Regions from separate parts of the Sus scrofa genome. Here region 2 is linked to region 1. Evidence: chromatin contacts called from public Hi-C data. All regions are on one chromosome and are shown on one strand. Each heading gives the region's core, a stretch centred on a gene start, on an enhancer-like site or on the middle of the called end of the contact. The rest is flanking DNA. Distances are from core to core; before and after follow the strand shown.

Evidence for each region. A called contact is a pair of places that touch in the nucleus more often than the background predicts.
Region 2: a Hi-C map of skeletal muscle shows a contact between it and region 1, with 4 times the contacts expected there. The contact joins the promoter of OSGIN2 here to the promoter of NBN in region 1. A contact is called at or near these places in 3 of 5 promoter capture datasets (fetal liver, liver and skeletal muscle), 12 of 47 Hi-C or Micro-C datasets (alveolar macrophages, blood, fetal skeletal muscle and 7 more) and 2 of 2 datasets of contacts at active chromatin or transcription factors (alveolar macrophages and skeletal muscle).

What each region holds. Positions count from the first base shown.
Region 1 is chr4:46,785,851-46,791,630 of Sscrofa11.1, reverse strand. It overlaps NBN (nibrin), which reads right to left and starts at 3,967. Exons shown (of 15, transcript XM_021089137.1): 1 at 3,800-3,967; 2 at 1,586-1,716. The coding sequence starts at 3,836.
Region 2 is chr4:46,911,032-46,916,228 of Sscrofa11.1, reverse strand. It overlaps OSGIN2 (oxidative stress-induced growth inhibitor 2), which reads left to right and starts at 3,288. Exons shown (of 6, transcript XM_005662982.3): 1 at 3,288-3,443.

The DNA of each region.
Region 1 (5,780 bases), core at 2,718-5,217:
CAATTGGAGCTGTAGTACTGGCCTATGCCATAGCCATAGTAACACCAGATCCTAGCCAAGTCTGTGACCTACACCACAGCTCCGGAGATGCTGGATCCTTGAACCACTGAGTGAGGCCAGGGATTGAACTTGCAACCTCATGGTTCCTAGTTGGATTTGTTTCTGCTGCGCCACGATGGGAACTCCAGGTTTTTGTTTTTACTTTTTTTTTTTTTTAACAGTATCAAAATCACATAGTAAAAATCAGTCCAATGAGAAAAGGCTAGAGGGTCTGACTTCCACCAAGTTTATTTTTTCTTTAGGAATTTTGACTATAATAGTTTTCTATATCTAAAAGAATTCAGGGAGTTCCTGTTGTGTCTCAGCAGGTTACAAACCAGACTACTACCCATGAGGATGTGGTTTGATTCCTGGCCTTGCTCAGTGGGTTAAGGATCTGGTGTTGCCATGAGCTGTGGTGTAGGTCACAGACATGACTTGGATCCTGAGTTGCTGTGGCTATGGCTGTGACTGGCAGCTACAGCTCCATTTCGACCCCTAGCCGGGCAACTTCCATATGCTGCAAGTGGCCACTCTAAAAGGCAAAAAAAATTAAAAAAAAAAAATAATAAATAAATAAATAAATAAAAATAATGGAATCCAGTCACAAAACCTAAATATCACTGAACAAATCCAGCATTTGCCAAAATGTAGTCTTTGCTCAAAACAACAGCTTTTCTTCTTATTACCACCAGCATTACCATTGAGCACAGCTATTTGTATACATTTGTATTACTTTTATAACCCATCTTTTTATTAAAAGAATCAACACACCCAAACAAACTCAAAGCCAATCAAAAGAGCTGGGGGAGTTCCAGTCATGGCTCAGCAGAAACAAATGTGAGTATCCACAAGGACACGGGTTTGATCCCCGGCTTCTCTCAGTGGGTTAAGGATCCCGTGTTGCCATAGCTGTGGTGAAGGTCTCAGATGCAGCTCGGATCTGTAATTGCTGTGGCTGTGGTGTAGGCCAGTGACTCAGCTCCAATTTGTCCCCTAGTCTGAGAACCTCTATAGGCCACAGGTACAGCCCTAAAAAGACAAACAATCAAAAAAAAAAACAAAAACAAAAACAAAAAAAACCAAAAAAAACTGTGGGGCATATACAACAGCTATTTCCCCTACTAAAACAAATCAATTCCCCTTGCAAAAACCTAAGATATAATGGAAATACCAGTGTTCACCTGGCTACATAAACTCTTTAAAGATGGTCTAGTCACCGCTCTATCCTCAGGCTTGGCACAGTGATTGACACACAGTAAGCACTCAATAAATGTTCAAGTAAAGAAACAGAAATACGTTGTACTTCCTGAGTTTCTAAATCACTACAGCAAACAGTAAAATACTGAAACAGAAACTTCAAATTTCAAATACCACCGGTACCACTACCAAAATACAACTCTTTAATTTTGTTAATAAAAAAAAAAAACTAACAGCCCTATGAAATGAAAAGTCTCTCAAACTCTCTCTTACATATACACCAAGGTATATCATGTATATTTCAATCCCCTTACTATAAGCTAGTGAAATAAAATTAGTAACTTACCAGGTTGGTTATAGAAAAGTTAGCAGTTAATATAGCATGATTTCGACTGATTGATTGATCATCTTCAATTAAAATGTCACAATTTTTCCTTCCAACAATGTACTCAACACCAGTCAAAAGTCTGTATGGGTCTAAGAATTTTTTAAAAAAATAAATTAACAGATCCATACACAACCATGTATTTATAAGTATGACAAACAATTAAGTATTTTTATTTTGCTATCTAAATGCTGACAAACAACTTCATGTAAATCAAATTTGTGTTTTCTAGTAAAGCCTCACTGAAGGATGCAAATCTGTATAGACGGAAAGCTCAACCTTTTGTCTAAAGAGAAAACAATATTGAAAACTGTCAATGCTTGCCCAAATTAAAAATTTAATGCATTACAAAACAAAATCACAACAGTATGTTTAGAACCTAGTATGGTAAAGTATGGTACTGGATCAAGAGTAAAAAATAGGAGTTCCTGTCATGGCTCAGTGGTTAAAGAATTCGACTAGGAACCATGAGGTTTAGGGTCTGATCCCTGGCCTCACTCAGTGGGTTAAGGATCTGGTGTTGCCCTGAGCTGTGGTTTAGGCCACAGATGAGGCTTGAATCCCACGTTGCTGCGGCTCTGGGGTACGCCTAGCAGCTATAGCTCTGATCAGACCCCTAGCCTGGGAATCTCCATATGCTGAGGGAGTAGCCCTAGAAAAGGCAAAAAAAAAAAAAGAATGAAAAATGTAGATCAATCAATGCACAAAAATTCCAGACCAAAGTGAAGTGCATATATTGGGTAATTTTTTTTTTTCTGTTAAGGTAGATTTAAGAACATGGCAGAGTGTATTAGTTTTTAAAAATTTTGGAAATCACAAATTGTTGGAGTCATAGCATGTATGCTGGAGTTTAGTCTTGGAGCACTGCAGTTGTAGAATGATGAAGATAAACAAGACAAGTAGCAAAGAGTCCAGGTAAGCTTTGACCAGATTTGGAACACATTTTGTTAACCAGATTCTTAACCTAGGGTGGACTCTTTCAACAAAAAACCTGTGTAGGTTTACTCACATTTTTCCTAGAAGTATGGACCCCATAGCTTCCATTAGATTCAATATCCTCCAAAAGTTTAAGAATGCCACCTACTGGCACTAGTGGCATTTTACTTCTACTACCACCCTAAAGGACACAAGGAGACAGTCACAGGCTACAACTGTTCCTGGAAACTGTTCCTACTTGTCTACCACAGTTTATGTTCTATCTCTGCAATGCTCCAAGTCCACAGCAATGCCTTGATCTTTATAATATTTTTATTTTGAGTCTTTATAATATTTTTAAGTCTATAAATACTATGAGATATTATTAGAGTATTTTTCCATTTGTTTGGTCCTCTCCACACTTCCTGACATTGTCAGTCAATTGAGTCTGCACATAGATTTTTTTTTTTTTGTCTTTTTGCTATTTCTTGGGAGATTTTTTTTTTTTCAACCATAACGTACACTTTCTGAAGGCAAGACCAATCATAGGCTAACCCTGTTTATCTATGAACTAATAAGTGCTTACACAGAGTAGGCAAGCAATTAACATGAGATTACCATTTTCCATTCTTAGAAATAAAAAAAAAGAAAAACAATTTTTTTCAGTTGTTCTGATGACAAAATGGAAAAAGGCTCTGAAACAAAACCGAAAGTACGCTTTCCCGTGGTTGCCATTTACCCAAGTCATCTTCGTGGCTATTTACAAAAACAATGTGTTCAAAACGGAGTCATCAGTTGCCACTGTGTTTTCTAGCTTGGGTTAACTTATTCTGGGTATTTCTTCAAAAGCCTAAAACACTGGGAGTCACAACAGGTACCCCTGCTAAGGATTAATCCTGCAGACCATCTAAGCCAGGATCAGAGCAGCTGGTCCCGTCAGTGGCTTTGGTCCTAACCGTGGAGTACCCCGGCGGCCGACCCGGCGGTCCCTGGCCGCCCAGCGCCGCACACCTACTCCCCTGCCCAATTTAAAGCCTGTTTCGCAAGCACTGCGCTGCCGAGGAAAACAGCGCGATCCCCACACAACAAATGCGCCGTTTTTCCGCATCAGCCCTCCGGCCTCCCAGGGCGAGAACGAAGAACAGCCCAGAAGGCGGCGAAAGAGGCGAGAACGGACCGGAAACATCGCTCTGCAAACCCTCTGCCTACTGCAGCTGCTCCAGGGAAATCCGTCCCTAGACATTTCCCTTCCGCCCTTACCTCGGGCCGAGGCCGCGGCAGGAATCAGCTTCCACATGGTCCTGGATCCTCAGGGTTGGATCCGACATGCAGCAGCGTGACCGCAGCGACCGACGTGCGTGGCCGTAGCGCCCGCAGTCGGCGCGGACTCTGAGACGTGCGCGCTCCCGGGAGCCGGGCGGGCCTAAAAAGAGGAGGGAAAGGGGAATCAGACTTGGACGCCTGGTCGCCACCTGGTGGTTAGGAAAGAAACAGCTCAACCTGTATTAAACTGGATATCTTGCATGTATGTGCATAACTGATGCACTTTGCTGTACACCTAAAACTAACACAAAACTGTAAGTCAACTACACTCCAATGAAATTTTAAACATAATTAAATAGTATTTACTTTATCTCTGAATGAAAAAAATTAAAGCTGTTCGATGAACACTACAAAGTAAACACCCTAGAGTATACTTCTGATTAGATAATTTCTGGTTCTCAGAAGCATTGTCTAATGGAGTTTCCTGGTGGCTCAGTGGGTTAAGGATATGGCGTTGTCTCTGCTGTGGCTTGGGTCTCTGCTGTGGTGCAAGTTCCATACCTGACCTGGGAACTTCCACTTGGCCATGGGTGCAGAAAAATAAAAGCTAGATTTCCATTCTCTGTTATGAACATAAATATGAAAACCCTATACACAAAATTAGTGAATTGAGTTAGGTGGTATATAAAAAGGACAATCATGGCTAAGTGGGGCTTATTTCAGAAATATAAAGGAGGATGTTAACTGGAGGGAAAATAAATGTAATTCATCAGAATAACAGAAAAAGTGGGGAAAATCATGATCATGGTAGTTGTAGTAAAATCATTTGATAAAATTCAGCATCCATCCATTTATTCTCAGCAAAATAGGAATAAAGGGAACATCCTTGATCTGATAAAGAGCACCTACAAAAAAACCCTGCTGATTTCATTATATTTAAGGTAAATTATTTAATCTTTTCCCCAGCACTAGGAATGAAATAAGAACACTTTTGCTCTTACTGCTTATTTTCAACATGGTTTTAGATGTTCTAATCAATGCAATCAAGGGGAAAAGGATTGGAAAGGAAGAAATACCGGTCATTATTCACAATGACATGATAATGTACACTGAAAATCTAAAAGAATTGAAAAGTGAATTTAATAAGGTCACTGAATACCATGTCTAAAATATTCAATTGTGTACCTTTATTCCAGAAAATAAGTAGAAAATGATATTTAAATAATTATAATAGTACCAACAGTCATCAAATACTTTGTTAGAAATCTATCAAAGATGTGATACAGAACATTATTGACTACAAAATATTACTGACACAAATTAAAATAAATCCTAAATAAATGCAGGACAACATGCCATGTTCATGGACTGTTAAGATGTCATTTCTCCCAAAATTGATCTATAGATCCAATGCAACTACAATAAAGTCTCAGAAGATACTCTGAGTGGAAATTGTCAAGAAGTTTCTAAAATCTATATGGAAATGCAAAGGCTGAGAATAGCCAAGGAAATTTTGAAGAATAAATCTGGAGTACTTATAACCACCAAATATCAAGATGTATTATTATAAAGTTAGTTATTGTCAGTGTTCTATTGGCACAAGGATAGGAAATAGGCAAATGTGTCAAAATAGACCTTAAAAAGTTCTACACATGTAATGTGATTTTTCAAAAGTGATATTTCAGAGCAATGGAAGAAAGTTTTTCTTTTTTTCAATAAATGGTCCTGGGGATATTAGTTAACACTACAGAGGAAATAAAGACTGACCCCATATCTCACACACATACGAACTTTCAAATATACAAAACAGTATCATTACCTATAGTTATTGTGTTGTATGTTACATTATAGCTGGAAATTGTACACTTTTTAAAATTTACTATCTTGCCTATGCAATTTCAGAGGCTCCCCTGTGGCCTTTTCTACTTTGATAGCTCTTACCCCTTAGGCCAAAGAACTGGACTGATATGGGTGCTGT
Region 2 (5,197 bases), core at 2,039-4,538, 130 kb before region 1:
TGTTTCCAACCCTAAAACCCCTGTTGGACAAGGACTGATATAAGTAATTGAGCAAGGCCAATTGGAGAAAACCACATCTTTCTGGACCCCACGTTTGTACCCCCCCCCAATCTTTAAGGAATAAAAACCCCTAAAGGACAATAGAGAAAGGGGCGGGGGCTCTTCTACCCACTCCTAGCCTGTCCTGGGAGCTATTTGCTTCTCTTGAATAAAGACTTTGCTTGCTTGTTGCCTGTGTGTTCTCAGAGTTCATTCTTTGACTGCCATTAACAAGAACGTGGATTCCGGCACCATCTATCCAGCATCAGTATGTTTAGAGAACAGCATGGGTGTGCTGAGGGTAAACACTGAGATTAGAATGTTTTGACCATTGAATTAACCTTATAAAAGTGAAATAAAAGCTACACATTTTCTGTTTATAACTATGTACTTTAAGATCAAAGAAGTGAGTGTTTTTCTTCCTCAGACTTTACATTAGCGATATCAGGATGAAAAATGGTTTGAAGCTCTAGTTTTTCAATTCAATCAATTGTGCAGAAATTGCTTATTTACATGTTAATGGATTAAATCATGTGCCTGAGGTCCCTTTACCAGATTCTTTTAAATTTAATTGCTAGTAGTGAGTGTGGGAAGGGAGAGGGTTGTGCCTGGGCATTGAGGTTTTTAAATGTTCCCAGGTGATTCTAATATGCATGGTTGAGAAGCACTACTCTGGTATCTGCATAAGTGAAAAAGATAAGGCTTTTCTCATTCCTGCGCCCAAGTAGTCTGCTCACTTCTGCTCACTTTAGTGTCTTATCACTACAAACTCCAAAACCACAAATTCCCTCCAAAGAAATCCTGGGACCTCTCAAGCCTCACCAATGGAGGAAGAAATACATCTCCCATGTGACAGATGCCCTCATGTATCTGGAGGTAGAAGAATACCTTTTCACCAAAAACAGCATTTGGGGCTGAGAAGCCCTGTTAAAGAAACCTTGTTACTTACTTACCTCAAGCCCAAATTCTGTTTAGATTCTTCAATACATGGGCACCCCAAACCTAAGTTCCTTGTCTTGTCAATTTCTTACAAATTTATGATTTCTTTGCCTAAAAAGTATAAAAGCTGGTTCTTTTAGTCTCTTCTTAGGACCCATTTGTATGAGACCTCCATGCGATGGATTAAGTTTTTCTTTTTATCTGAGAGAATGGATATGTGTATATATGTATGACTGGAACACTTTGCTGTAGAGCAGAAATCATCACAATCTTGTAAATTAACTACACTTCAGTGAAAGAAATTTTTCTGGAGTGTCCATTGTGATTCAGCAGGTTAAGAACCTGGCTAGCATCCACGAGTATGTGCGTTTGATCCCTGGCCTCGCTCGGCGTGTTAAAGGATCTGGCATTGCCACAAGCTGCAGTATAGCTTTGTTTGTTTTTGTTTTTGTCTTTTTAGGGCCACGACTACGGCATATGGAGGTTCCCAGGCTAGGGCCTGAATCTGAGCTGTGGCTGTCAGCCTACACCACAGTCACAGCAATGCCAGATCCAAGCCACTTCTGTGACCTACACCACAGCTCATGGCAATGCCAGATCCTTAACCCACTGAGCAAGGCCAGGGATTGAACCTGCAACCTCATGGTTCCTAGTCAGATTCGTTAACCACTGCGCCACGATGGGAACTCCTATGATATTATTATTGATAATAATGAAAACTAATATTTATTTTGTGATTAAAATGAGCCAGGCACTACGATAAGTGCTTTATAAGTATTTTCTTAATTCTTACAATCAATGAAGTAATTATTATTAGCTCATTTTACAGATGAGGAATCAAAGCCCAGAGATGCTGAGTAACTTGTCCAAGATCACGCTGCTAGCAAAGATTCCAAAACAGACATTTTAATTACTACAATTTAATGTATAAAATACTGTACATTATACACCAGTAAGGAGGGTTGTTCAGTAAGGATTCTACAACTAGGTAACATTGGAAGCCCAGAAGTTACCATGGACTGGAATGGTTGCCAGTGTGAGATAAGCTCTACACTAAATGTGCTGCTCAGGGCACTGAAAGGAAGAGTAAGGGTCCATTACACAGACAGGGGAGTTTTAGACCACATACTAATTTACCATCCCATCAGAAGTATCTGAGTCTGTTGCTCTGCAATATCATGAAACCTGGGGTTTATTTTTAAATAGAATTTCAATTTCAAAAAAACAAATACAAAAAAACTCTGCTATAAGAAAAATACTTATGTAGTTTTTGTGGCTTGGTTTAATCACTAATTACTATCAAGTTTAAGCCACGACTGCAAGTTTCCAAGGCTTAAATACAAGCCAGATTAAATCTAAAATCTGACATACCCACTTTATTATTTGAAAATCTGGAAATACTGCAAAAAAAAAAAAAAAGCCATAAAGGAAAAGCTATACGAAGTACTCATAAATCTTCTTATATTTTAATATTTCAGTTCTGGATTGGCATAGCTTTTACGAGTTTAGTTTCTTTAAATTTAAAAGGATGTTATTTTATTTTATTTTTTGTCTTTTCAGGGTTGCACTCTTGGCATAGGGACGTTCCCAGGCTAGGGGTCCAATCAGAGCTGTAGCTGCCAGCCTACACCACAGGGACGCAAGAACTGAGCAGCCTGTGACCTAAACCACAGCTCACAGCAACACTGGATCCTTAACCTACTGAGCAAGGTCAGGGATGAAACCCGCGTCCTCATGTATGTTAGTCCGGTTTGTTAACTGCTGAGGAACGATGGGAACTCCAGATGTTATGAATATTAACAAAAAATTAACTTATGCCTTACTTTCTGAAACAAAGTAAAATGAACATTGGAGTAAAATGAATATACACACGTATTTTCTTACAGCGTAAAACCCTGGAAGCAGGCTGAGTCCTACAATTTTATTTTAAGCCCCACAGACTTAAAGTCTGTTAAGTCCAGGTTTGTTCCATGGTAACATTCAGGAAAAACTGAGAACTTAGAAATTTTAAGAAGAGAAACCTAAGTAAGATTTAATTGCAAAAATATCTAGATCTTTTTTGTAAGGAGGAATAGAAAGATATCTCTGTATATGCAGTCAATCACTTCTAGGTTTTCCCCGCCTTCATTTCTTGAAAACACCGAACAGGGAAACTCTTCATTCCATACATTTCTAACTTTCCTTGCATTACAATCACCTGGAGGAATTTTTTAAAAACACATTCCTGCCTTCCCCCGCCCTCGGTGAATTCTGGGCGGGGCTAGCACCCGGTTTTTTTAATCAGGGATGCCACTTAAGAGGGACCTTAGTCGGTAAACCAGGCTTCCCCTATCAGAACCTCTGGGGTGGGGCGCACTCGTGGTTTACTGGGTTCCCCCATTCGATTGTGACGCAGGCTCAAGAGTGAAAAGCGCGGGGGAACTCCGGGCGTCTGCGCTCCGGCCAGCACGAGCAAAGCCGCTAAAGTGAGTTTCTTGGGGCGGGTATCTCGGTCTTTCCCGGGCGTCTTCGGCGAAAGGCCCGAACGAAAGGACTACGGAGACTCTGGCTTGCGCGCTCGGGTTGGCAGACGCAGTGCAGCAGACAAGGTTTTTCCCCTGCACCGTCCAGCTACTACGATTAGGAGCTCTTCCTCTTCCCCTTGTCACCTAGCCCCCAGCATCCTCCCAGCCTAGCTAACCACCCACGCCACCAGTTCGGGAACACGGAATAGGGTCCGAAGAGCTCAGGCCGAAGCCGCCCATCACCGCAAACGCCGCGGTCGGGTGGGCGGGCGGATCTCGGCCCCCGCGGGCCTCTCAGCAGCCGCTTGGTCAGGCCAGGCCCCTAGCAGGCCGCGGCTCCACCAATCCCAGGCCTCGCCCGCCGCCGCCTCCGCACCTGCGAGGAGGAGCCCGCGCGCCTCCGCCACAGCCGTCGCAGCGTCCCCGCCCCGCCCAGTTCCGCCCCCATCGCGGCACCCTGAGATCTTCACCGCTGGTGTCTCGCTGCCCGCAGGCGAGGAGCGGAAGCCTCTCTGTTGAGGCGTATTTTGGCGCCCCGGGGCCCGGCCGGCTGCCGAATCGCAGCTTCCGGGCAGCCGCGGCCACGGCCTGGCGCGGGGCGCGGGAACCCCGCGGACTCCGCGACCGGGCGGCGCCCCGGACGGGTCACCCCTCCGAGATAAGAGGCAGTGGCTGTGGTGGTCGCGCTCCGGCGCCCCGTGCGCCGCGCTCCATGCCCGTGTGGTGTTGCCGCTGCTCTCTGGCCGGTCATTTCAGGTGACTTCTCCGCCGGGGAACGAAGGGGAGCAGGCGGAGGGTGGAGTGTTGCGAGGTCCGGCGGCAGGGCCTGGGCCGAAATGGGCAGAGGCCGCGCGTGTCTGGAGTCGGAGATGGGTCGAGGGTGGAAGGCGAGCGTCTGGACCGCAGAAGCCCCCTGCCTCGTCCGCTGCTTCCTCCCTATTCCTGCCTAGTCGAGGTTTCCCTCACTCCGGGGCAGTCGCTTCTGTTAACATCTCCCTTTTACTGAACCGCGCCAGTCATGGGACTGCGGGACCGGCTAGGCCTGGGTCGAGTCGGTTACTGCGACTGAGACTTCTAAGTACTGCAAAGTTTGTGTGTAGTGTTGTGAAGGTCCCTCTAGACCCCCGCACACATCTTAAACATTTTTTTTTCCTTAAAAAAAAAAGTCTGATAAGTTACTGGTTTGAAGGGAAGGCAGGGAACCATGTTTAAAATGTGATGGTCTAATTACAAATAGGTTCTGACTTAAAGTGTTAGTCATTGTAAATAATATATGTTGTAGAAATTTGAGAAATATGGTGCGTCTAGACTAACATTATGGGGAATGTTTTAGGATATACATTTTGAAATAAAAGTGGATGTACTAGATCCAGCACAGTTGGCCAGCACTACCATTCAGTTATGGAGAGAAATTCGACAAAAACTTAAAACGGGTTTTAACCCTGTGGTGAAGAAACGTTAAGCTTAGTGAAGACTTTAGTAAAGTGCCTTGCTTTCTATAAATGAATGCTAGAATAGTGATATACAAAATTTCTTTTGTGAAATATGAAATTCTGATCAAGATTTCTTAAATCGCGGTGCAAATGTAGACTTTAGATGACCCCTGAACTTGGATGTAAAGAAAGGGACCAGGAATTTTCACTCAACTTTTACCAAAATCTGTTTTCTTCAGTTGTGAATATAAGCAGTAAACCACAGTAGTATTTGTGACTGTC